2 separate regions of the Anas platyrhynchos genome follow, and region 1 is linked to region 2. The links are chromatin contacts, called in public Hi-C maps. All regions are on one chromosome and are shown on one strand. The core of a region is the stretch at or near the end of the contact, and the rest is flanking DNA. Distances in the headings are between cores, read along the strand shown. Region 1 holds the start of FOXO3 (forkhead box O3). Region 2 holds the start of SESN1 (sestrin 1).

Evidence for each region. A called contact is a pair of places that touch in the nucleus more often than the background predicts.
Region 1: a contact with region 2 is called in a Hi-C map of skeletal muscle, with 2.0 times the contacts expected there. The contact joins the promoter of FOXO3 here to the promoter of SESN1 in region 2. A contact is called at or near these places in 2 of 8 Hi-C or Micro-C datasets (liver and skeletal muscle).

Annotation. Positions count from the first base shown.
Region 1 is chr3:73,555,595-73,561,798 of IASCAAS_PekinDuck_T2T, forward strand. FOXO3 (forkhead box O3) reads right to left here and starts at 4,910. Exons shown (of 3, transcript XM_038176048.2): 1 at 3,365-4,910. The coding sequence starts at 3,964.
Region 2 is chr3:73,264,524-73,271,294 of IASCAAS_PekinDuck_T2T, forward strand. SESN1 (sestrin 1) reads left to right here and starts at 4,261. Exons shown (of 12, transcript XM_038175890.2): 1 at 4,261-4,680. The coding sequence starts at 4,351. CEP57L1 (centrosomal protein 57 like 1) reads right to left here and starts at 4,265. Exons shown (of 11, transcript XM_072036121.1): 1 at 4,125-4,265.

The DNA.
Region 1 (6,204 bases), core at 3,660-6,159, 290 kb after region 2:
CACAAAATAGCGTTATAGGAAAAGGTAGGGAAGTACTTCAACATGCTCGGGTGACACCAGGAACCTCTACTATATACGTGGATAGAAGGCTGTTTGGTTTTCTATTTTAAGACTACGGAGTATAGCAAATTGCTGCATCCTAAGTATTTGGGGAAAAAAAAAATGGGGAAAAAAAAGTCACCACACTAGTTCTGTGACTGCAGGACGTGGGTTGGGAAACAGACACTTGTATTTGGGAACACGGGGAGCTCTACCCATCGAGGAACCCCGTGGAAGTAACTGCAACACCCGGCCTTGCAGTGGAGCCAGCTCCCTCGCAAACCTTTCCCCCCAGCTCCGGTGATAGCGGATTTAAACGCTGCCTTCCCACAACTATTCCAGACAGTCAGCAGATATCGAAGCATGCATCTAAACCCTTCCCCGTGATTCAAAAGCACGCAGGATCACACTGAGCTGGGCTGAGGGTGGCATGCACCAGCGTGTGAAGCACGCCGGCTCCAGGGGGACGCCCTGCAGGCTGCTGCCCCTCTGAGCTGCCGGGCAGCGCTGGTGTAGCTGACATCCCACCGGGGGACAAAGCAAGGAGGCTGCTGGCGTGTGCACGGGGCAAACCTTATCTGAAGGAGCGGAAACGTAATATATGCCTTCCTAACCACATCTGAAATATTCACTTCTGCTTTAATGCCCTAGGCGAAAAAGAAAAAAAAAAAAAAAGAAAAAAAAAAGTGTAGCCGAACGATAGTTGTAACTTTAATTTATAGCTCTTAGAATAATTGTTTTGAGGAGTGTAATCCTGGCTATGCTTACGGATTATGGTCTTCAGCACATCTCACTGGAAACAGCATTAATATTTCACATATAATAACACATAACAAAACAAGTTACCTTTGTTTAAAATGACAATTTTCCCTCTCAGGGCTAGAGGAGAACGTTGCTAAATGTACTTACAGCCTTCAAGGATGAACTTGGTTGTGTAAAAATATTCTAAATTAAGATAAAAGCCTCCTGATGCAGAAGTATTTTCTGTTCATTTAAAACCTCAGGGTAACTAGCAATCTGAAAAAAAGTCTGATGTGAAAAGCTGACATTAGTTCCTGAAGAGTTGTATTCATTACCTGTGAGGGAAACAGAGCTGATAATAACATATAATGTGTTTTAGCATCGGGAGACTAAGATGGAGTCTCTATTTAAGAGTGGTGCCTCTGCAGAAACTCATTTACTTTCCAGGCGACTGAAGTATTTCTCTCCTGAACGTACAGGCACGGCTTGAAAGGAACTCTCGCCCTGCTAGGAGCTACATTTTGCAGTTCTGGAAGCCTAGCAAATGATTAGCTCCTGACCTCTCCTTTGCCCCTTTCAGGACGCCCCTACCACCCACACACAAACTCACGCTCCCTGAACACGACCCAACGCCTTACCCTAACTTTCAAAGGCAGCTCACAGTCATTTAAAGAGGGAGATTTTTCTGCCACCGACATGCCTGCACGTTCTGCAAAAGGTCATCCTGAAGGCTTGCGAGGAACTTCTGAACTAAATTATATCGGAGAAATCTCAAGGGATCCAAGTTTTTAACATTTTAATTAGCTCCAAGTACCAGTTAATGCTGCTCAGAAAAGGAATCAATATCAAATTAACAGTATAAATTGTCAGAAAAAAAAAATGTGACTGTATTAAGCATACTAATCGATGTAAAGCACTTGGCGTTACGGCCCGGATCCTGCTTCTGCTGAAGCGAATGGGAGTTTTGCCACCCAATTCAGCCAAAATGCTACCAGCTTGATAACCTGGTGAGTTGTCTTTCAAGGCAGGTATTTACTGAAAATTCAAAGGATCAGATAAAAAAAGCAGGATTTGTCACAGCAGCTGACAGCTAAAGCCCCTGCCTCTCTCTGCACATGATGCCAAACTACTCAAGGAGGCCGGGGCTGCCGTGGTGAGGTTTAACCCTTTGTCACGATCCGTGTCACATTCGTAAAGTCACTTCAAAGCCCTGCACCTCGCACGGCAGCGAAAGCTGCATGACCGATCCCTGTCTTTTCAGAGCCTTGTCTCGAACCAGCTGTGCCACCGATATAAACTTTGTGCTCGTACCTCCCCAAGCCTGAGATGAGCACATCAGCAGAATGCTTCCTCTACAGGGCTCCGCCTGGAAGGTAAAAACCGTACAGCTGCAAAATTCAGCTCCTGACAGCAGGTCCTACTCGGGAACCGAAATGTGAGACAGAGCTGCTGGCACGAGCACAGCCGGAGATGTTTCATCCCCGTGATACCTCTGACTGATTCGCCGCACAGAAGTTATCCCCTGCTCCAAAGACTGAGAGATCCGCAGGGTAAAGCCGATTTCCCTGTAAAACCAACAAACTCCCCCACCAATTTACCTTTTGCTCACTCCCCGTCGGATGCCCCGAACATCATCCCTCGGCTCCATCCCACCAGGATCTCCCTCCCCAGCCGGGAGCCGCGTCCAGCAGCACCCTCCTGGCTGCGTGGACCTGACATTTCAGCATCAGGGACACCGAGGGACGGCCCTAGGGAGCGGGGAAGGATGGAGCAGGTCCGGGACGAGCTCGCAGCCTGCCTCGCATGCCGCACCAGCCGCTGCTAGGCCTCGGGCTGCGCGCAGGAGCGCAAAGCCCCAGCTGCACGCCGCGTGCGCTGGGTAAACAACCCACAGACCGGGCTCCATCGGCTTCTTTTCAGCTCACTTATTGAAACAGCAGCGATCCGGGCTGCTGGCTGGCACCACCACGGGAGGAGCAGCCCCGAGAGCAGCACCGTCAGCGCAGGGGACGCCAAGCCAATGTGCGGGGTGGCCACACGGCCACCAGCTCCACGGCTCGGCCAGCGTCCCGGAGAGACGCCAAGCCCCGGGTTTCCCTCTGCTGCCTGTGGGGCACGTGTGGCAGATCGCTGGGTTTGCTGTGCTGCTGTGGTTTTGTGATTTTTTTTGTTGCTTTTTTTTTTTCCTTGAAGGAAACAGGAGCTGCTCTGGCGCTGAGCTTTGAGACTAGGGCTGGCGCTGCGTGAAAGCAACTCCGCTCACTGCAATCGCGAGCAATACGGTGCGTGCAACTTCAAAACAACAAGCCTTGGAGAATAATGTTTATGGCTTTAAATAAAGCCCTTTTTAGACTTTTGGGGGCACTTTTTATCCTCTTCCTGCTCGCCCCCACCTACAGCAGACCAGCCTGCTCCAGCATCTCCCCTCACTCCACCACCTGCACAGGGCACCAGCGACGCACCCCACACCCCCCACACACCCCATTTTACCCCCGTTAACCCAATTTTTAATCAAAACCCCACGCCGGCTGCCACATCCCACTCGCGGCAGGCGACGGGGCGACCCCCAATTTCTTCCCCTCACCTTCCAGCCGGCCGAGCTGTTGCTGTCGCCCTTGTCCTTGAAGTAGGGCACGCAGCGGACCATCCAGTCGTAGATCTGCGACAGGGTGAGCCGCTTCTCGGGCGAGCTCTCGATGGCGCGGGTGATCAGGTCGGCGTACGACAGGTTGCCCCAGGCGTTGCGCCGCGACGAGCACTTCCTCGGCGCTGCCGCCGCCGCCGCCGCCGGGCTCCCACCGAGCCCCCCTCCTCCTCCTCCTCCTCCTCCTCCTGCAGCACCCCCTGGGGATGAGCTCGGCCCCTCCGAGCCCCCCCCGGGCAGCGGGGCCAGCAGCCGAGCCGCCTCCTCCGGCACCACCGCGGCCGCCGCCGCCGCCTCCTCCTCGCCGCCGCCGCCGACGGCCATGGCCGAGGCGCCCCCCTCGTCGTCGTCGTCCTCCTCCTCGGGGATCATGGAGGCGGCGTCGGCGGGCGGCTCGCCCGGGGGCTTGGCGGGGCTGGGCTGCAGCTCGGGCCTCTGCAGGGGCCAGGTGCAGGAGCGGGGGCGGCTCTGCGGCTCGAACTCGGGGTCCAGCTCCACGGCCAGCGGCGACAGCGGGGCGGGGGGCGACGCCTCTGCCATCTTGGCCCCGGGGCGCTTCACTCCATGCGGGCAGGACAGGACAGGACCCTCCCCACACACACACACACCCCTTTGGTCCCGGAGCCTTCGGGGTACAGCCGAGACTTTGTGGTTTTTCCTTTTTCTTTTTTTTTTTTTCCCTCTTTTCTTCAGAGCGCCCTAAAGGGAGCCCGAGTCTTTGCAGCCGGCCAGGTGCATGCTAGCGGGAGCCCGTCACTTTGCGGTGCCCCCTCCGCCCCAAAATCTGGTGAAGGCCACCCCGGGGGCTTCAACAAAAAATAATAATAACGATTAAAAAAAAAAAAAATCGCCGATTAAATCCTTCTTCTCGCAGGGAGCAGATCAAATCGCCGGTCTTCCAACAGGTCCGGAAGCTTTCAGCCCTCCCCAGGGCCGCCGCCGCCGAGCAGGGGTTTTGTTCCAGCAGCAACACCACGCTCATAACCTCCTTGCTCCTGCTGCTGCCATCTTGACAGCTTTCCCCCCTTTTCGCTCAAGTCATTCCCCGAGCCCGGGCACAGCGGGGGAGAGCAGCACCGGGAGGGGATGCGGGGGGGGGGGGGGGGGGGGGGTGTCCGCGGCCACCTCCTCGCCGCCAGCAGCAGCGGCAGCAGCAGCGATCCCGATTGCCGGGGAGGCAAAAGCAGCGCTGCCGCACGGCTCCTGCTGCTCCTGCTCCTCCTGCTCCTGCGCCTTGGGCTCCTCGGAGCCTTCCCTTTAAAGGCGAAGGAGGCGAAAGCGGCGGAGCCTCCGCGAGCGGCTGGCGAGAGCCGAGCGATCCCAGCAGCCGGGCTGCCGCAGCCCTCCCGAAGAGCAGCAGCAGGCTGTCACTCGGCTGGTCGCCGGCTCCTTGCACATCCCTCCTCCTCCTCCTCCTCCTAACAACCACGGGCAGCAACACAAAGTTATAGGCGCACGCAGGGAGCCGCAACCTAACCGCACGGCGCCGCCTGGCCCGCCCACGGGCGGTGTCGCGCAGGGGCCGCCCCGGCGGGGAGGGACCGGGGTGGGATCGGGGCGGCCGCTGCGTGGTCCCCGTGTCCCCGTGCTGTCCCCCAGCTCCTCCTCTGGTCCCCCGAGGGGAGCTGGGGGAGGTTTTGGGGCTTGGGGGGCCGGCCCGAGTGGCTGGGTGCTGTGGGAGGTGCTGAGGTGTGCGGAGTGCGGCGTGGTGCTCCAAGGGACCCCGTATTCCCATATTCCTCACTTCTTGTGGTTTTTAAGCGACGCAAATCCATACTTTGGGTTTTTTCGTCACGTCCAACACCTCTTCAGCACCTTGCTCTGACTGAAAACCAGCGCTGGCTGCCACAGCCACGCTGCTTCCCCTCCAAATCACCCTCATGGGCCATAAATTGGTGTACAAGTTACAGCAGCGAGCTTTATTTTGGGGAGCCCGATTCATCCTGCCACTTCTCAGGACTTCCATGCACCCACGTGCGCGCAGTCCCGCTGCCCCGAGCACAAGGCTGTTGCAGAGAGCCCGCCGGAGCAGCTCGCCTGACGACGCAGCTAATTACGGGTTGGGAGAAGGGCTGACCCACAAAGCCGAAGGATATAGAGCTATTAATACGGATGTCGTTACAAATACAGAACATAGCGACGTGTACCTATCAGTTCTTGCCCGGTCTTGGGTCAGCCTCGTCACGGACTAGATTCAGGGCAAAAACAGGGTCGGCTCGGGCACCAGACAAAAAAGCACGCGTGCTTCTGAAGCGTTTCTCCATAGAACTGCTATTTTCTAGACAAATTATTCCTGATTTATCTGGCATCGCAGACGAGCGATGAGGTTTGAAAACCGTTCGGTGCGATTAGAGAGCAGGAAGGCCCTGATCCCGGATGCCTCACACGTCCTGCTAAGTAAGGGCAACAGCCCTCCGGCTCCAGATAGGCTTCGAATTCAAGTGGCACTCGTTAGGAGTAGTTCAGCGTGATTTTATTACCAGGGACAGCGTTTCAGCATGCATACAATTAATCCTCAGCTGTCTAAATATAGCAGGAGACACTGAATTAATCAGAATAAATGCAGGTTCGGGTCATGGAAATGATTTTCACTGCAGCTCCCTTTTGGGTCACCACATCGCGTGCCCCGCTGCGGCTCTCGTTGCGACACGGCCCCTCACGGGAATGCGAGGCAGCTGGGTCCCTCAGAAGGACACCACCAGCTACTGATGGTGTTGGGAACATTTTTTAGCAGCTGCTAGGGGAGGAGGAGTACAGTAACACTGAAGAGTCACGAACCA
Region 2 (6,771 bases), core at 3,011-5,510:
AACATGGATGTATGTGAAGTCCCACCCTGGTGCTTGGCACCTTTGTCCTGTTAGGACTCAGAATTTGGAGTCCTCTTCTAGTGGTGAGTGCCAGAATCTGCTCTTTAAAACAATGAATAAAGAGTCCCTGTAGCTTCTCCGCTCCGTGATTTCATTTCACGTCTGCTGCCACAGCATTTTTCTTTGTGTTATTACTGGAAAATACTGGAGCCTGTGCTAATACACAGCCTGCCAAAGGTGTTTGAAAGCCCTATTTGGCTGTCAGCAAACAAAAAATTCCCAATAAGCGGCGTTCATTTTCTTTTAAAGCGTAGCTTGAGGAAATAGTGTCCATCTTCTCTACGCTGTTACCCAGTGGTTAGAGCACTGGCCAGGAAGCGGGAGTTTAATGGCTTTCCTGGGAAGCATTCATACCGCATCCCTGACCACCATGCTGGGGCTGGGAGGAGGAAGAGTAGGAAGGAAGCAGGGAGTCACCACCTTTTCGTTTGAAGTTATGACCCCGTGCAGACAGGGCCTATAAGAGTGCAGGACATGGAGATGGCAGCTGAGGCAGAAGACAAAGTAAACCAAGGATGAGTCTCTGACATGTAGTTAACCACTTGAAAAGAGTCCTGGGCTTTATTTATGCATCTTACTATTTCTATAGTAATAGTCCCTGGATTAAAAAAAATAGTAAATAAATAAATAAATAAAACAGCACTAGCTTGGGAATAGCCTCCAGATCCCCAGAGTCCCTTTTCCTAGGAAAAGGCTACAAAACCACACTTCCCCTTTGTGTCTCCTTCTCTTTCACAACAGTTTTGATGTCAAACCACGTTTGCCTTCTTCTCTGACAATTTCAAGTAATGAGTGGATGAACATTTCCCTTCCACTTGCAGTCCTTCCAAGCACCTAGGACACTCTCCTGGTAGATACCAGGTGTTGACAGAAGTCCCTTTGAGCTGAAAGCTGCTTCTCTCATCACTGGCTTGTCACACTGAAGGTGAGCTCTCCACCAAATGCAGATGGGCACCAAAGCCTGCAGTGGCTACTGACAGAAAAAACTGACCTTACTGGGGTGAGTCTGCTGGGCTCAGAGAACTTCTCAGCTGGACCTCTCTCAAAGCTGTTCAGCTTACTGCCTAGACCACAAGTGGGCACAAACAGGAGACAGGTACCAAGATGCCCAAGATACTTGGGGCAAACCTGGACCTTTCTATCCAGAAAGAGACTAACAGAGTTCAGGTGGCAGCTCAGTGGCATGTTTTGGATCAGAAGTTTTCATTTGCACATGCTCTCTTCTGGGGTCTAGCTCTTAAGCCTTTGAGGCTGCATTTATACATTCAACTGGAGCACAGCCAGAAAGTTGGCAAGCACAGCATGACATTAAGAGGTCTGTGCTTCTGTTTCATCGTGGCCAAGCTCTTCTCAAAGCAACCTATGCTTCACAAGAGGCAAAGGTGAACTTTTAGAAGAAAGAGATCCCAGGCTAGGTATTTGCTAGCTTGAATTAAATCAGCCTCAACAAAAAATGGGCATAAATAACAGCATTTGAAGGAATCTAATTCAAAAAGCAGTTCCTTCTAAGTTGCATGAGTTTTACTGTGTCAATGACAGTTCCCAGTAACATACTAAAGGAATTCTGCAGCAAAGTGCTCTTTTGAGAGCATACAGAAGCTGGAAAAGAATTTTTGAAAGTAAATAAAATATAATTTAGGTCTTGTTTATAACTTAGAGGACATGAATACAACTACTTTATATTTTCAAAAAAATAATTCTGCATTTGGGTATGATTTGCATACTGTTATAGAGGTCCTTATGCAGTTAAAAGAGAAGGAAGTTGATAAATAATCAAGGAAGGAAACACTGAGGTTTAAAACAGCCACAGATTTGTTTTACTTCAGCTTATCATTCTAAAAACTCAAATGCTGTAATTCTGGATGGGTTGCCAGATTGTTTCCTTCATAATTCTGCCTCTCTCTTATCCATTCTTTAGGGATCAAAAACAAGCATATTAACTCCAGCCAGTGAACACACAAATCAAACAAACACATTCCCCTAACTTCAGGCTCTGATTAATTCTGCTAGTAGCCTTTGACCTTGATTTCCACAGTGTCTTGCAGTACACGCAGGAGCTTGACCCGGTATCGGAAAACTGCAGAGATTTGGTCTGGAAAAAATAAAGCCACCTTCATCTCCATTACCAAAGCGCTACATTAAAATCTATCAAACAAAGAGCTGAAATCTGAAGTTTAGGCCTTGGAGCCAGTTTCACAATCTGTTTCCTGTAGCCAGAGTTCATTCGCAGCCAGTGGAAAAAACAACTTCTAAAAGATAAAAGGCAGTGCTATGACTCTCAATCAATCTTAGCGTTCAGTGTGGGAATATAAGCCCTACTGAAGTCTAACATCAAGGCGTCAGTTTTGATTCGATTTCACCTTATTGATCCCTGATGTATGTAGGTGTTGTCAGAGACACCCAGCGAGCACAAACTTACCATGGGAAAAACAAGGTACATCCAACCCCTGAAGATCAAGATTTAGATAGAAATAAAGCAAGCATTCGTGACTTGCCTACTCACAGGAAAACTGGGAGACTGTAATGAGTGACAACAGAACGGGACAGGAAGCTGAATGGTAGCTAACATTAAAAAAAAAAACATAAAAGGCCCTGGCAGCATTATTTTCTTTGAACCCATCAGTTATGATGGGTGGAGGCCTCGAGTGCTTAGAGAAGTAAAGTCTCGCATTTATTGCAGGTGGTGATGATTTTGGTAGATATATTGTTCACAAGGGTGCCAAAGGCCTAGAGGAAGCAGCTGCGTGAAGCAGCCCAGGCCTGTTCACGCCACCAAACAATAGTAACTCAGCCTTGCTGCAGAAAGGTTTTTAGAGGAGGAATGGGGAAAAATAGAACGGTCTGCCTTGAAAGCTCCAGGTAATGATGGAACGATGCTTGTTTTGCAAGCTTTGGAGAAACTGTGCCAGGAAAACGAAAGGAATGCCTGATGGAGAAAGCAGATTGTTTGCAAATAAAGGAGCTGTTGATGGCTAGTTTTGTGAGCTGGTCCCAGCTCTGCGCCTGGAGTTGGAGTTTCTATATATTTCTGTGATGTTGCTTGGTCTGTATTTAACTTCAGGCCTGAGTTTTGAATGTCAGAGCAGGAAACATGCATGCCAGAAATGCAAAATACCTATGCCAGGCCACATATGGCCAATGTCTTGTTTCTGATTTACCTGCAAGTGCTCTTCAGCATGCTCCAAGCCACGGTGGCTTCAAGGTGGCAGCTGCACCTGGGTGGCTCTGCCCCTGCCTGCACGCTTCCTGCTCCTGACAGCACCAGGAGCCGTGCCAGGAGGCAAATCGGCTCAGGGAGCTGACTGGGCTGAAAATTAACTATCAAAAAGAAACAAAAACAAATAAACAAAAAATTTTGTTTCCTGCAGAAAGGAAGGAAGGAGTCCCTGTGGCCAGGGCAGTGGCAAGGCAGCCCATGGGGCAGCAGCCTGCACCTCACCTGCATCAAAACATTGGGGACCTGCTGCTTGATTTTAGTATCACAGGGAGGGTTTTTTTTTTATAATTTTTACTACTTTTTATTTTTAATTTTAAGAAGGCAACTGGACTTGAGCATGGGCTGTTTGCCTTCCCTGCTCCTGCATTTATTTAGGCTACACCAAAGGCTGAAGGTACCTACTTGATAAACCTTTCTGGTTGCTCAAAGCCCAGTATTTTATCATAATTATCATTTATTTATTTTTTTGCCACCACAAGCTTCTGAACTTTATTTTCTTCCTAACCGTCGCCCAGCTTTTTGCTTTTATTTTTGAATTATCTGTTCGGAGATCGAGAAGTTTTGAAATGTTGGACTTGGGGGGAAAAGAAGAGGACCCCCTAGAAGCCCTAGTAGAGAAATAACAGCGACTTCACAGAAATAACAGCGACTTCCCCCCCCCCCGACCTGCCCCGGGGCCGCCCCACCGGTAAACGGGGCTGAGGCGGAGCCGCCCCGAGCACCGCCAGCCCCCCCTCCCCTCCCCACCTCGCATTGCCTCCTGGGACACGTAGTTCCTCCTCCCACCACGTGCACAGCGCCTCCCTCCAGGCGAACTACGCCCCCCAACACCCCTCCTTATACCCACCTCTCCCCTCCCCGATTGGACCCCCGTCGATGAGCGCTGCGAGCCGATTGGCTGTCAGGCACGCCCATCACCCGTTGGGGGCGGGGCGCCCCCTCCCCTCCGCGCCGGGGGGCGGGGCGGAGCCGCCGGCGCCGCGGGGTGGTGGCCGGCTGGAGGCGAAGCCCCCCGCCGCCGGCTGCCGTTGGGCGGCCGTTGGGCGGCCGTTGGCGGCGCCGCTCCCCCGCCGATGCGCTGCGGGCAGCGCCCCGCGGGCTCCTTCTCCTCAGGGGCGGCTCGGCTGCCGCGGCTCCGCCATGGGGCGGCCGGCGCGGGGCTGCTGAGGCGGCGGGGGGGGGGCTCGATGGACGAGCGGGAGGGCGACGTGCGCTGGGACGGGCTCTGCAGCCGCGACGCCGCCGCCCGCGCCGCCGCCTTGGAGCACCTCGGGCAAGCCGTGCTCCGGCGCGGCGGGGCGGCCGCCGCTCCCCGGGTGCTGGCCCGGCTGCTGCTGCTGGCCAAGCGCTGCCCCTTCCGCGACGTGAGGGAAAAGAGCGAGGCCATCCTGAGCGGCGTGCAGGTGAGCCCGCAGGGGTGAGGGGAGAGGGGCCGGCAGCGAGGCTGCGGGGGCTGGGGGAGCCCTGGGGGTCCCTTCCAACTCTCCTGATCCTCTGACAGCTCGGGTGCCTGTGCTGACAGGGCTGGGATACCCCCAGTGCAAAAACAATAAAGGTTTGGGTCTGCGCATCCACCGGTGCATAACATCTCCCAACTTCTCTTTTCTTTCCCAGCTCAGGAGCAGGCGAGAGTCCAGCCAGCGCAGGATTAGCTTTACAGACCTGCTATGCTAACAAAAATAAATGTTACTTTGTACTCTTCCCCCGGTTCACAGTCTAATTATAGGCGCTGGCGTCGCGATTTGCTCCCTCACCTGCAGTTTTTGCGAAGGTCCCGAAGTGCCGCTCGCATCAAAGGGCACTGCTAAAAATACTGCTTTCTGCAGGGTAGGAAAAGGAAATTAAGGTATTTCTTTTACTCACAAGCACATGCATAGAGCCGTACTCAGCATTACCTCCCCGATTCCCACTATTGTGCTTTTTCCCCCTGAACCTTAACAGTCTTCATATGGGGGAATCAAAGGAAGAAAAACATCCCTGTGTGTGTGTATATATAGGCTTTGAAGGAACTTGTAGCTCTGTTCTACTTTGAACTGGTTCAAAGAAATTCTTGGTTTGGATTATTGAAGCTGACAGAGGCTTATTTTGTAGGACTTGTCAGTAGCATGCAATGTGATGAATAAATATGCTATAATTTAATTTATACAGTGTGAGCTGTATGGGGCATGTTTCTTGCGGCAGATTTTACCAGTAAAAGCTGTAAGCGTATCTATGTTGTATATATGTGAAAGGTTTGAGGATCACACTGTTTCTCTTAAACAAACAACAACAAAACCAATAAAACCTTGAGTGTGAAGTTGAAAACTTTATCTGCCACCTTTGCCTCAGTATCTTGCCTGTTAAAAGATACAGCTGAGAAGAAAGGTGGCCCGTTACAGTGAGAGTGGTCAGTCACTGGAGCAGACTGCCAGAGGAAGACTGACTTTTAGCAGGCAGCACTTGTCAGAGCCCATTCGAAGGCTAAATATGTGGTAATCTCTGACCTGAATTTTGGAGGGGGTCAGGCACCTGATCTCCCAAGTCTCTTTTAGTTTTACATACATGAAATTACTGGCACGTTAAACTATTAGTCTTGCTAAGGAACTTTGTTACTAGCTTTTCTAATAGCTGGGATAGTTCCAACAGAAAACAGGCAGCTGCTTCTCCACGCAGCAAGCCCAAGTTCAAATCCCATGGTTGTGAAAGAGGTACATGGATATGAAAACCATTGCATTTACACAAGCTGCAGCAAAGGGTTTACAATGAGTTAAGGAAATAAAATCAAATCCAACATGACTTGAAAAAAATCTTTGAAAGCTGCTGTTGTAACTTTTTTGCTTAAGTTCATTTTCTTCTTAGGCATGGATCTAAAAGAGAAATATTTTATGATTATAGAGTGGCAAGTCTTGGCTGTCGTACTCGGAAATAAAAGTGTTTGTTGTAATCTTTGGATAAGCATTTGTGGAAGAAATAATCCCATCCAAGTATTCTACTTTGGATGCTGCGGACTATTGTCAGGCATGAAATGGTTTTTGGTTGATGGCCAAGAGGAATCTTATTCAAATCTCTGCAGTGAAGATGGCAGATAAAGCAAACTATTAAATGTAGTTACCCCATAGAACTTTTAGCAGTGTTTCTAAAGTTAAATAGCTTAGGAACGTTATAAATGCAAAATCCTGCTGAGGATAGTATCCTTGTTACAGGATTCACTTGTATAATGCTATCTCCCTGTGCTGGGATAAGGCTTTAAGCCCACATTGATACATATCATTACGCTGTCTAAAACTTATTCCCTACCAAGCTAACTGCGTAGAGCCCAGGGCAGGGGGAGGCAGCTCTGAACCCAAAGGTTTTACTTTTGGGAATGGGCAGTGCTGCTGTCCTCCCTCATGTAGGATGGTAAGTCTCAGGCTAGTAGCCAACGTAGACTGAATTTTTTGCATGAAATGATTTGGAAAATGTGCTTTCTTCATCGTTCTGCTCTGCATTCAGGATAGGTCACCGAGAAAACCAAA